Regions from separate parts of the Hordeum vulgare genome. Here region 2 is linked to region 1. Evidence: chromatin contacts called from public Hi-C data. All regions are on one chromosome and are shown on one strand. The core of a region is the stretch at or near the end of the contact, and the rest is flanking DNA. Distances in the headings are between cores, read along the strand shown.

Evidence for each region. A called contact is a pair of places that touch in the nucleus more often than the background predicts.
Region 2: a Hi-C map of leaf shows a contact between it and region 1, with 4 times the contacts expected there. The contact joins the enhancer-like site here to the promoter of LOC123447761 in region 1. A contact is called at or near these places in 2 of 6 Hi-C or Micro-C datasets (leaf and seedling).

What each region holds. Positions count from the first base shown.
Region 1 is chr4H:37,254,846-37,262,184 of MorexV3_pseudomolecules_assembly, forward strand. It overlaps LOC123447761 (exosome complex component RRP43), which reads left to right and starts at 5,779. Exons shown (of 7, transcript XM_045124414.1): 1 at 5,779-6,117; 2 at 6,222-6,291; 3 at 6,385-6,490; 4 at 7,063-7,129. The coding sequence starts at 5,899. LOC123447760 (probable pre-mRNA-splicing factor ATP-dependent RNA helicase DEAH4) reads left to right here. Exons shown (of 16, transcript XM_045124413.1): 13 at 707-776; 14 at 2,592-2,749; 15 at 3,439-3,614; 16 at 3,703-4,185. The coding sequence ends at 3,853.
Region 2 is chr4H:37,419,737-37,426,384 of MorexV3_pseudomolecules_assembly, forward strand. No RefSeq gene overlaps it. Among protein-coding and RNA genes, the nearest start is that of LOC123451126, 37 kb to the right of the region's middle. Within about 2 kb of position 1,700, at least 1 of the 3 cell types and tissues checked has open chromatin away from gene starts, as enhancers often do. A contact at or near this core is called in leaf, where this site is marked.

The DNA of each region.
Region 1 (7,339 bases), core at 4,529-7,028:
CTTTTTCTTTTTATGTTCTCTTTTTTTATGACTTGTTGACTCGTGCTAGTTGCTTGGACTTTCGTTAACTTGACTTGACTTTGACAATTTGCCACATAAATGCCATGTTGGACTAGGTGGGGCACCGGGCAAGTTTAACTATTTGCACAGCAAGAAACATATGACAATTGACAGTACCTGATTTTTTCTGGAAAATGTTCCAGTAATCTTTGTTGTCAAAGTCTCATGATTCAAATTATGCCCACACTTTTTGTTTTAGTTTGTCAAGATGACAAAGGGAAATGATATTTTGTTCAGCAGAACTGAATCTATAGGGCGCTGACATTATATGTTTTATTCTGATGCTCTGTTTAAATGTAAGGATTGTCTAGTCTTATAAATTGAATGAGTTACTTGAAAGCCAGGGAATTATCTCTTCATAAACAATATGTACAATTTTGCAACGTGTGGCAATGCCTAAGCCTATAATTCACTGCTCAACGTTTGGCCCAACTGTTCTTTGTCCTTCATTTGTTGGTCATTTTACCTGAACTTGTAGTTTACTATTTATAGCTACATACATGACAATAGTAAACTTCAATGTGTAACTTAACAAAAGTTAAAAGTACTATCTAATTAATATCCATGAAAGACTTTGCAGTCGCACTTTGTTTTGTACAAAACATTAGATTTCTTTCTTTATGTTGACACCAGACTGTCTTTGCAGGTGCGGGGCATGAAATTCAGCAAAGATGTGAGAAATCAATTAAGTCAAATTATTCAAAAAATTGCTAAAGGTCAGTTTTCTACTTGTTATATGTTCTGTCTTAAAATTCATGACGAAGTACCCCTTAAAACCGCTAACCTGTTTCTCCTATTCTGAGACGTCTCTCTTGTAGAGTTGCTTTTTATATAAAGAACATGTATTGCTTCACTTTTGATTCCTAAGAATTACCTTAAAATTGTGCGGCAAAGTTAAAACTGAAGACTAGTGTTATAGGGGTTCATATGCTCTTAGTTTTTTTTTTTTTTGCCTTCAGAATCATGTGCAGCGATTTTTTGTTTCGATACTTGTGTTCTGAAAAATTCATATATGTAGCATTCCCAATGCTTTTCCACCATCAGCTGTATCTAAACATGCAACACTGGGTTGGAGCTGAGGTGGTGGGATAATTAGTGAAGAAACAGATGAAAGTTATATCTAACACATACTCCCCTCAGTCCCATAATGCAAGACGTTATTGCATCCAATATGTGAGTATATTAGATGTAATAACGTCTTACATTATTGGACGGAGGGAATAGATTGTATCCTGTCCCAAAGGCCCAAACTCCAATGACATGTTGGCAACTCATTTGCACACAAGCAATCAGTACATCCTGTCATTGAGGATTTAGTATTTCAGCTTGTATCATGATGTGGAACTAATAGATAGAACAATTTAGATACCACCACCGCGAGCACCCTAACATGTCTCAACATATGCCTTTGCAGAATTTGTGAAAGAATAAGTATTACAGAAGATGTGTTTAATCCTTGTACTCCTTTCAATCCATTTTACTTGTCGCAGCTTTAGTAATATGGATCGGAGGGAGTATCTTTTTTTTCCTGGCAGTGCACTTGTTGTGATATTCTTGCCAACAAAAATTGCGCATGTTCACCCCTCGAAAATAAAATGTATACATGTTCAACATGTATTTTTTTTCCTAAGTGTACAAGTACTCAAGAAGAGGGCAGGCCTGGCGCAGTGGTGAAGTACTCCCCACTTGTGCCAAGAGGTCCTGGGTTCGAACCAGCCTCTCTGCATTACACTGTAGCAGGGGTAAGACTAGGTTCGTATAATCCCTCCCCAGACCCCACCTTGTGTGGGAGCTTCTATGCACTGGGTCTGTCCACAAGTACTCAAGAAAATTGTGTGTGCATATGATCTTAAGAGCATAAAATTCCAGTCAGTAGATGCTTGATGCTCTCTGTAATTTTGAGTAATCCTTTCAGATTGTGTTGTCAAAATTCTTCTTTATAAAGTATTTTAGGCTGTATGTTGTCTAATTTTAATTTGAAGGTAAATATAATTAGATAGCAACTAATCAGAGTAGCAAATTTTGTTTCTTCAAATAGCACGGCAGATTTTGTCCTTGTATGTAGATAAACTAGTCTTTGTTGCCTAATGGTAGTATATTTGTTTTCCTTGAATTAAGGCTTCCTATTGTTGGAATGTAAGCAGAACATGTCAAATTATTAATGTATATGCTGTCTCCTGTTGAAATTTCAGCACAACAAGTAAAATAATCATAATTTATGGACAAAAAGGAAATATTGTGACAGCCACACCATGTTGTTCGTATGAGTTGAAAATATCATGTACATTGCTCTCCCCGAGATTGCTGGAAAGTGGTTGGAGTCTTTTTCTCCTTCAGTTTTTCTTCTTTCAAGCTCGTGTTTTGGAATCCTTGAATCATCTCCAAAATTCCTGTATTTTATTTAATTGGAGAACTACAAAATACTATAATCTATTCTGCCTGGTATGTTGCAGTCCTGGACTTGGCCACATTTTCTGGAAATTGCTTAACTTGGCTGAATTTTGTAAGAGAACTTTCTTTGTAAAATTCAGGTCCAACAGATTTGCAAGCAAGGAGAGGACGGAAGAGTGACCCTGACTACAGAAAATTGAGAAGAGCACTTTGTGTAGGATATGGCAACCAGTTAGCGGAGAGGATGATTCATCATAATGGTTACCATACGGTTGGCTACAGGACACAACTTGTGCAGGTATAACCTTGGTAATCTGTCTGTTAGATTCAGTTAGTTTAGAATGCTAGGGACTAAAAAGCAAGGAAGACTGGAACCAGTAATACATGCAGAAACTAGTGCCTCTGTGTTCAAATCGTTTATACTTGCAGACATTACCAGCAAACCGTAAGCGGGTTTTCTAAAGCTGTGATCTACTCCCTCCGCCCCATAACATAAGAACGTTTTTTGAGCTAAAACAATTGGGAAAACGTTCTTATATTATGGGACGGGCTGGTACCATTTAAGTCATTTTAGACCATTTAATTTAAATCCACCACCGCGGAGATCATCCTGGTCAATTAAAATTCAGAATAGGATAGTGGAATCACAGGTAACAAGTATGTCTCATTTGTGCCTGTCTTGACTTTCCTTTGGAATTAGTGGAACTGCCAGTTGCTACTTGAAGTTCACAGTTATTTCTCAGCAATGCTTAATATGTTTATTCTAGGGGACATAGAGTTTGTTGTTTGTGCCATTTGGAAACGTGGTTATGACATGCCGAATATCATTTGTGGAGAACAGCTGTCATGCAACAAGAATTCTGATTCATCGACATATTTAACCTCCTCTTGTAGAACTGTACCTTTGTTTTATTTACCACATCTTGTAGTCTGCTAATTTAATTGCGCAACTACACTGGCACCTTCCTAAGTACGTCTTTTTTGCAGGTGCATCCATCTTCTGTACTGGAAGGTGATGAATACGGGAAACTGCCTGTGTATGTCGTCTACCACGAGCTAATAAATACTACCCGCCCTTTCATGAGAAATGTTTGTGGGGTTGAGCAGACTTGGGTTAAACCAATCTTGAAGAAGCTTGAGAAACTGAACATAAACAAATTAAGGTATGAAAGCCATGTATTCAAATGGTGATCATTCCGGTGTCATGATACAATGCTAGCTAGACAAGTAACCTTGAGTGTCTTGTTGCAGCGGCGGTTCAAGTGCGTTGACAGATTCCGAATCTCTAGAGGAGAAGCAACCAGGGTCGCCAACAAAAGCTGCGGCTGCTAAGCAATCTGATGTGGATAGTAAAATCCAGGCGGCCCGAGAGCGCTACCTTGCACGAAAAGGCAAGAAGTGACATATTAGTGATCTTCCAGTAGTATAATTATTTTGAAGAGAGCAAAGCATGCATAGAGCACATGAACATGAGAAGAGTAAACACATTTGGAACTGAGCTCGTAGTCTGATGTATACTAACCAATGCCACGGAACAACCTAAGATCTTCCCTGTCCAATGCCTTGTGGTGGGTTCCGTAATGTAGCTTGCTCAGTTTGCCCTTAGATATATGGGGCTTAAAGCCCCCAAATTACCTCCGGTTATTCCAGATGTTTATAAAGCTGATGTGGGCTATTTTTATGGACCCCAATAGCGAGCAATAGCCAGCGAATGTTTGCTGGGGAGGATGGCAATTGTGAATGTTTTCCATGGAAAGTTTAGTTGTATTGGGGTGGCAATTTCTGGAAAGAAGAAAACAAAAATTGCAGCCAAAAAGGGCAAGATTCGCCATCTCCTATGGCATAAAGTTGCCATAAAAAACGTCGGCTTGCTATCCCCATCCCAGCAAACGCTGGCTAGTCATCATTTTAGGCTTGAGAAAGCTCGAACGGAAAATCTCAAGTCCGAGTCTGACCTGGCCCAGCCAAAAAATAAACATCCGGCCCTAATGGAATAATAAGATCAATTTCGGGTTGGGCCTCAGTGTAAAATGACAATTTTTCAAGCTTGAGTCCATCCCAAAATACAAACCGGGCCTAGTTTTCAATCCTGAGCCCAGCCGAACACAAAGCACGGTCCGGCTTGGCCTGGGTTTTTCGGTCCGGGCTGCGCATGTCTGGGTGTAGTTCAATCCCCTGATTCTGTAGATACTAGACCGATCCTTTTAAAAGATCAGCCGTGAGCCGTCAAATTTTTCGTGTCTGACAAATAGAGTGTGCCTCACAATTGCAACGCAGATTGTTGCATAATTAATTTTTTTTTTGCAACATAGTAGAATTATTTCTGTAACATATGCCTTGTTGCAAACTTTTTTAAGCAACCATTTTGCTGATTTTTTTAAGGAAAAGATTACATCCCACCGGCTGATCCGGTTGATCCATCCGTCGCCCGCTCGTTCATTAGATCTCGCCTCAATCACGAACCAGATTTTGAAACTGGTTCGTTGTTTCAGAAACTGGAGCGTTGTTTCACGAACGGGGGCTGAAGCTGGAGCATTCCAGGTTCCTCTGCTACCGGGGACGAGCCTGTCGGAGTCCGGCGAACCGCCGCCGCCGTCGGTCCTCGCCAGCTCGCCGGATCCCCACCTCGCTGACGAGATCCAGCCCCTCGCCGGATCCCCACCTCGCCGGATCGCCGGATCCCCACCTTGTGCGACGAACGAGGAGGTGTGCGGCGCGAACGCCGGCGAGTCCCGCCGTCGGGGAGCTTCTCTGCCTCGCTGGAGATGCGTCCCTGCTCGCGCGCCCGACTCTCCGTTGAGCATGGATCCCGGCTGCAACGTGACTTTCGTTGTAAAAATTCCTGAAACTCGAGCGTTGTTGCAAAAAATTCTTCTGTAAAAATACTATGTTACAGAAAGACGAAAAAAAAAATCTGCAACAAGCAATTTGTTTCTGAAACTCGACCGTTGTTTCAGGAATTAACGGATCCAAAGTTTATTTCTTGCAACAAAGCGAAAGTTTCCACAACTCGAGCGTCGTTTCAGGAAATAACTACTGACCATGCGGCGGGAATGCAGGGCGTTAGATTGGCATCCGACGACTAGCTAGGTGACGGATAATTTTTAAAAATCATCTAGCGAACGTGTACCGTTCCCCATTTTTTTGCAACAGTTACATAACCTAGTTTAAGTCATAAGTAACAGCCTTTTTTTTGAACTTTCATAATTAACAGCCTTATATTTATCTTTTGTAAGAGTAAATTTTCGTGAATGTATTTTTATTTTATTTGAAAAACTTCGAAATGCAGCTTTCTTAAACAGCTCATTTGACCACGCGAAGCAGCCGGCGCTGATTAGCTACAGGGAGGCCGGGCGGCATAAACCCTAGGAACCCCGCGGCTCTTCCCTCCCTCCCTCTCTCTCTCTCCCTCCCGACAGAGCACGGCGCGACCCGCCGACCGTGGGAATGGCCGCGGAGACCGACGCGACGGCGCCCGGCGGGCTCGCGGGGGAGATGGAGGTCGAGGCGTACCGCCGCCTCTTCCCCCTCGCGTTCCTCGAGCGCCACCTCCGCGAGTCCGTCCGGCCCGACGCCCGACGCCTCGCCGAAGCCCGCCCCACCACCGTCGCGCTCGGCGCCGTCTCCTCCGCGCACGGGTCCGCCCTCGTCCGCCTCGGCGACACCGTAAGCTCCCCCTTTCGACCCCACGACCTTTTATCCGGCTCCCATTGCCGTATTGGCTGGCGTTGCGCCCCACCTGTTTGACGAAATGCCTTCCGTTGCCCCAGGCCATGCTCGCGTCGATCAAGCTCGAGGTGATGTCGCCCCCCGCCGAGACCCCGGACCAAGGATCAGTTGGTTCGTGTGGCCTTGCTCTTCCTTTAGCTGCTGCTGCTGCTGCCGGTGCTCTAGTTCTCAACGGTTTGGCTAACTTCACTGTTGTTTCCACAGCTGTGGAGTTCCACATGCCGCCTATCTGCTCCCCGCTTGTAAGACCAGGACGGCCAGCGGAGGCTGCGCCGGTTATCTCCAAGGCCCTGGAGGACGTCCTCATGAGGTTTTTGTTGTGGCTTGCCATTTCTTGTCTATCTTCGCCTCGCTGACACAAGGGATGGATGTATTACTGTATTCTGCTTTCAGCAAATCGTTATGGTGTAGTTTTAGATAGTGGGATATGATTACTTCTGTTGGTTCGTTCTTCCACAGCAAATAAGTACTGTATGTCGCACCTACAAGAGCACTGTTTGAAATCTATTCATTTGATTCTCTTTTCCTTTAGCCTGCTGATCACTTGAAGTCCGACATATGATTGTTGATGTAAATGGGTCGTTTCAAATATATTTTCCACAAATTGTTTCTGTGAATTGAAATCTCAGGGGTGTGATTTTACATTTCTTTCGCCGCATAAAATTCCGGTGATTATTTGATTGTTTCAAATGCAAGTTATAGGATAGGCATTAGTGTGCTTGCTGCTCAGGGATGCAGGTGATTTTTTTTCTGTCCCAGATTGGAGATGTAAGTTCGGTGATTTACATGATTACACAAATTTTCTACCTATCGTGCTCTAACACTTCTCTTTTCTCATATATGGCATACACTGAAATTACTTTATTGTATCCTCTTTTGTAGCTCTGGGATGCTAAATTTGAAGGAGCTCTGTTTGATCAGTGGGAAGGCTTCGTGGGTAGCATACTTGGTAATACACCTTCGATTTTGACATTGTGAGCTCGTCAGTGTTCATTGAACCAAAACATTTCCCTGACCAACCATCTTCAGAAGTCACTAGGACAAAATTCATGTGATATTGTTAAGTCGAATAAGATTTGGAAGGCCTCCACCCCTGAATTTCACTGAGGATCGACACTAACATTAGCGCTCCTCAATGGAGTATGATCAGCTTAGCGTA
Region 2 (6,648 bases), core at 450-2,949, 160 kb after region 1:
TCACCTATGGTGCATTTTTGTTAATTCTATGAATAAATATTTTTTACACCTAAGAAGTATAGCAAGATTGAAATGCAGTCCATACATACAAAGCATGGTAGATGCTAAGATTCATCAGTACATATATAATAAGCAGTATGGAAAAATTCCTTCTGTACATAGGAAGCACTAATTCTTTGAAATCGATGCATAAGGAAGATACATTGGAAACACATAAATTTGAGATTGCAAAATAGCCTGCTTGCCCCTAACAACCGGGTGCAGAAATTTATTATCTACAAGTGGATCTCATCTACCCTAATTGGAGGTTTTATGAGCTTCCATCAACTAAAATTTTACAGAAACATGAAATAAAAACAGATGAATTACACAACAACAATTCTTTTTTTGGGGAAAAGACACACACACACACACAATCCCTTGCAAAAATTGCAAATCTCCAAATGTGCGGCAGTCCACGAAGTGTGCATACCTTTTGCTTTGGAGATGCCTTCCTTCAAATAGGGGCGCAATTATGCAATCCAGTAATAATGTACTCCAGCCGGCCGAATCAATCGATGGGGATGCATCTGATTGAATAGATGGGGGAGCCTAGCGACTAAGAAAACACCACAGAATCGCACGGGGGCAGCATCGGTGGAGTGGACTGGGGCGTAGCCGTGCTGCTCGGCGGGGAGGAGCGAAGGACGAAGCTGGGTGGTGTGGTCCACCGATGTGAGGGGGATTGGGTTGGAGGTGCGGGTCAGATGGAGCTGGCTGGTGAGGTGGAACTGTCGTCGTTGGCTGGTGGAGTTCGGATTAGACAACGGCGGCACACTGGATCTGGTGAGCGCGAGTTGGCGGCGAGGCAAGAGACGTGGGAAGCAGGGCTCAGCAGGTCCGGTGATTAATGGCCGATTCGTAGCGAGAGATTAGAGGAGGGGATTGCGCACGAGGAAATGAAGGAATCAGTTTTTGTTTTTTTATTAATACAGGATGAAATCTGGAGCGTCAACTTTCCAATCGTATCGACGGACTTCGAGTAGTCTGGCACGGACGGGTCTTCAGACTACAGATCAGAAGCGTTTTCCTCCCATATTTGGCCGTCGGCCTTTCTCCTTCATAATAGAATCACAGCCGTTGTCTTACTAAAAACACTAGGATCCCATATGCAAACAATTTTCCAAGGGACAGAATCTTACCAAATTCCCAAGGGCCAAAGAGACAGGTTCTTGTTTTTTCTTTTGACAGAGATCCAGTCACGGTAGTTGCGTACGTGTCACCTAGGACATGAAGGACGGAGAGGGCTCACGTGCCAACATGCTCACCGCTGCATCTCACGTCACGTTGCAAGCATGCGGTTCGAGAGGGCACACGTTCCTGGGCACAAACTCGTCCATTAACCTGCCCGCTTGATTAGGAGAAGATACTCGGTACACGTCAAAGAAGCTGGTACGTCCCCTCAAAAAAAAAAAAGGGATAAAGAAGCTGGTACGTTGATTGCTGCAGCTCGCAGGGTCCTCGTCAAGTGCGACGGCCTCACTCGCAACTGACAAGCTTGCGTGTCGAAAATGTCCGGCGCCATCGACGCCCGCACACGAAAGAGACGCTGTATCATTCGGAGATTGAACCATTTTTTTCGGTAGTAGGTGTACTCTATCCGCCCTTAAAAAAAGTGTACTCTCTCCGTTTCGCAATGTATTATTATGCTGGGAAAATTTAAATAATGACGTTGTTTCCGTGCTGCGGCTGCATCACGCTGCAAGTCGCGTGCATGGACAATCCTGCTGGACTAGCGCATGTGTCATTATCGGGCTACAGCAGTCATGCATGTAAAGTACGACAGCGCGATGTAGCTGCATTATTTAATCGTGATCAACTAGTTTGCCCATTATACCTTTTGCTACCGTAGCTATTCAGCTATATATTTTTTTTTTTTGCTAATTTAATCTCGATGCATCTCAGAGTTTGAATTTTTCATTACACACGATACAAAATGTTGACATAGGTTGTACTTGCCAATTTAGCTATGTTGAGTTGTCAATTTTACATTTGATTGTTAAATACGTATAATTTGTTGTGATTTGCCAGTTTAATTATGTTTGGCTGTCTTATTTACACGTGATTGCCCGAAACAATTTGTTGTGGTTGCCAGTTTCAAATATATATGCAACAATTCATTTTTACACAGAATTGCCAAAATAATTTCTTTGTGGTTGGTAGTTTTAAATATGCAAGAGTTCGTTTTTACACGAAATCGCCAAAATAATTTCTTTGTGGTTTGTCAGTTTTAAATATGCGAGAGTTCATTTTTACACGGAATGGCAAAAATAATTTCTTTGTGGTTGCCAGTTAATTATGTAGAGTTGTCATATTTACATGCAATTACTGAAAATATGACAATGAAGTTATTTTTATCCGGCAAGTTATTGTTTTACAAATATGACGAGTAAATGTAGCAAATGTGACAAGTATGACTAGATTTTTTTCTTGAAACGTATCGATATGGGATGTAGTTTTAAAGATCTTATTAAAATAAAATCAACAATGAAAATAGATCATTAATCAAATTGAATGTTTTAAAGATAAAACTTTTCAAATTTCAATCATTTAGACGAATCTTTAATGACGTCATTGTATCCATGCATGGTAGAGAGAGAGCCCGCGCCACGGCAACACTTTTTGAAGTAAGGTGATTAATGTGATGTTAATTTTGCATTGGAAGGTGATTAGCTAGGGTGTCGGCAAGATGCGGATGCGGCGCCGCTGCATAGTTTTGTCCTATTATGTTTGACTCAATTTATTAAGAAAGCGCCTCGACGTTAAAAATTGGTTTTCGCAGTTAGCTTGGTAAGCTACTAAAAAACTTGCAATCAATCAAAAAATCAAACAACATCCAATGCCTGAAAGAAAATAATTATTGGTGCATTCACATTGTTTTCCGTCCGTCGGATTGGTATATATATGACCAACCGATCCTAGAATCCTACTATATGTAGGACATTCCATTGTACCCTTTCGATTACTTTCTTTTTCCTAAAAAATATTTGACCTATTCATCTTCAATCAAGCAGTACATCAAACAATAAAAATAATAAAAATTACTTTCACATTTATAGATCACGTAGCGACGACTACACACACTCAAGCGAGCCGAAGGTGTGCTGTTGTCATCGCCTCTTTCTCGTTGAAGTCGGACAAAACTTGTTGTGGTAGGTAGTTGCAAAGTCGTCGTGCTAAGAGCATCTTCAACCACGCCCCCAACAACCCCCCCCCCCCCCCTCTCGGCCATTTTTTCCGCCGGCGAAGGATTAACGAACCACTCGCGCCCCTAGGATCTCGTTTTTCGCCGGCTCGGACCGAAATTGGCTCTCGCGGTCCGAGGCCGAATCCAGCGCATTGGAGGTCGTCCGGAGGCGTCGACAGAAACGTTTTTGACGTGAAAAAACGATGTGCCCGTCGAGTAAGCGACTGACCGCGCGGTCGTCGTCCTCATCGCCTCGTTTTCCGGAATCAGTGCGAAGGCTGCGCCGCGGTCAGCCTTTCATTGATTCACGGACGACGCAGTGAAGACGCGGCAACACACGTCCCGTCGGTTCCCGCCACGCGTTCACACGCCGCCGCTCCGCGTGCCCGCCCGCCCGAGGCTATATAAGGCGACCCCTCTCCTTCCCGTCCGGTGGCCACACACCTCTCCCCACCGACGCTCTCTCTTCTTCTTCTTCGCGCACCGATGCCTTCTCTCCCTCTCCTCCCCACAAACGATGACCAAACGCTACCCAGACGATGGAGCGGCCGCCAATGGCTTGGGCGGCCGGCACCTCCGTCAGGACATACCCTTGCTCGCCGCATCGCACGTTGCAAAAAATGAAGGATGGAGAGGGCTCACGTGCCATCTACGACGTACCAGCTGTATCTCACCTTGCAAGCATGTAGAGGGCACACATTTCTGGGCACAACTCGTCCGTTAGCCTGCCCGCTTGATTTACAGAAGATACTCGGTACCCGTTAAAGAAGCTGGTACGTTGTTTGCTGCAGCTCGCAGGGTCCTTGTCAAGTGCGACAGCCTCACTCGCAACTGACGAGTTTGCCTGTTGAAAATGTCCGGCGCCATCCGTACAGGAAAGAGACCCTGTAGCATTCCGTAGTAGGTGTACTCTATCCGTTCCATGTACCTCTCCATTACTTTTTGCCCCGGAAAATATCGGACATATCCATCTTTAATCATGGCAGTACCACAAACATTAAAAATAATAAAATCTACATTTAGATTCATATATCACGTCTCGTCTCACGTAGCGACGACTACAAGTATTCAAGCGAGTCGAAGGTGTGCTGTCGTCATCATCTCTTCTTCATCGAAATCGGGCAAAGCTTGTTGTAATAGTCAGTTGGGAAATCGTCGTGCTAAGACATCATAGGGCCACACGCACCAGAATGGCAATCGCCATCGATGAAGAGTAACCTAAATCATAAGGATCCAACCTAAAAACACATGAACATAGACGAGCGACGGACAGATCCGAGCAAATCCACCGAAGACAACTCCACACGCCTACAAACGATGCTAGATGCACCAGCACCACCGGAACAAGGGCTAGGGGGAGAACCTTATTTCATCTTTAGGAAGCCACCGTTGTCTCGCCTTCCGGAGTAGAACACAAATCTTAACAAAATTCAAAAACACACCTAAAAACGGAGCCTTCCCACCGACAAGGGCCGGGATCCACCATGCACATGTCCTAAGGCCACCGGAGATGAGGCGGACCGACAGCTACGCAGGCGGGAGACGAAGGAACCTAATTTTTTTAAAGGGGAGGCGCGTGCGTTGGCTGGTTATCTTTTCACTCACTTACATCACTAGGGCATCTTCAATAGCAACCTGCAAATTTCCTCCCGCATTGTCACAGCCCTAGTTTTACTTTGCTTGTCAAGCATTCATGCATGCATTTTTTTTTGAATTTGAAATGGAGAAGTGATCAAGCCTCAGGAACCAAAAATTTGTGAAATAAGCAATATAAAAATTGTTTCAAAATGATCCAAGAAAATGTCCCTGGTTTTCCAATAAATTATTGGCATGCTATAAAAATGTCAACCAATATTTTTGGATCACAGAAACATTTTATCTTGGACTTTTGATTTAATCAAACAATTATTTGCAATGAAATTATATTTGCTATATATAAAATATAGTTTCATAATTCCTGAAAATAAATGTGGCATTAGATATTTATATTATGCCACCTAAAAATATTACCAGGATTTGATAAAAATGATATAAATTTATTTTCAAATCAAAACAAATGCCAGAAAGAAATAAAAGAAACAAACTAAAAAAAGAACAGAAGCTTACCTGGCGCCAAGGGGCAGGCCCAGCCCATCAGGCCACCTCCTGTGTCGTCTTCCTCCTCTTGCCAATAGGCAGAGGGGAAGATGAGCACGACGGCTGGCCGCGCCATCTCCTGCTTCGCGCCGGTGGCCTCCCCTCGCCTCCACCACGCGAGCAAGACCCCCTCTCTCCCTTATCTCCTCCTCCTCTCTCCATTTCCCATGTTTTCTCTCCTCCTTCTCGCCGCCATTGCCGAGCTCGGGCTCGAGGTCACCGTCGCCCCTCCGGCCACCGCATCGCCTCCTCGAGCAACATGTCATCGCCGCCGCCACGAGCAGCTCCTCCACGCTAAAGGAATCGAGCCGCAGCCCCCTGAAGCGCCGCCGCCATCGTCGTCTTCAAGCTCCGGTCGCCGGAGCTCGTCGTCGCAATTCGCCGGCTAGAGAGCCTCCCCGAGCTCGCCGTTGGCCCCAACCTCCTCGTGGTGAGCCATCGGTTCCAATCCCCTATCCCTGTGGCATGTCCCTCACCGTAGCTGTCGCCCCCTTGCTGACCGAGCGCCGCCGCCACTGGATCTTGCCGCCAGCGATGCTCTAGTCCACCCCAGCCCCTAAGATGGTTATTTTCGGACTCGCGGGTGAGGGGCCGATCCATTCCGCCCCTCCGCACGTCGGTTGGCCACCGGATCCGCGATTCCGACGAGGCTCCGTCACCCTGATGGTCGCCGACGTCGACCTCGCCGGCCTGAGCCACTACCATGTGGGCCTGGCCAATCAGGGATTAGCTTAGGCACTAATTAGCCCCCCACACACATTGACAGTGGGCCCCAACGCCTCCAAATTAGGAATTAAAGTTAAATTAAACTCTGTTAAGTAGATGTGACACTGACGTGTGGACCCCACACGTCAGGGTTGACTTTGAACAGGTCAGTTGGCCTGCTGACGTAGGGATGACATCAGCATGACGCAGTAATTCAATTCTTAGTTTAAAATAATTCCAGATTATTATCCAAACTTTGAAAATTCATAGAAATTAAAATATAACTCGGATGAAAATAATTTATGTATGAAAAATTATCAGAAAAATGCAAGGAATCCAATGGTACCATTTTCATGCATGTTTGAACAATTTAAACTTGCTGAATAGGACAATTACACAATAAGCATATAAATGCTTATATTTGGAGTTTAGAATTGATCTATATTGATCAAATAAACCTGAATTAACTTGTGATCACTTGCATTAGATAAAACCAACATCATGTTAACATGCCATGCTCATGCATCATTGTGAAGCATTTGTCGTGCTTAATTTGTTCTCTGTAGATCTTGTTGATAGAC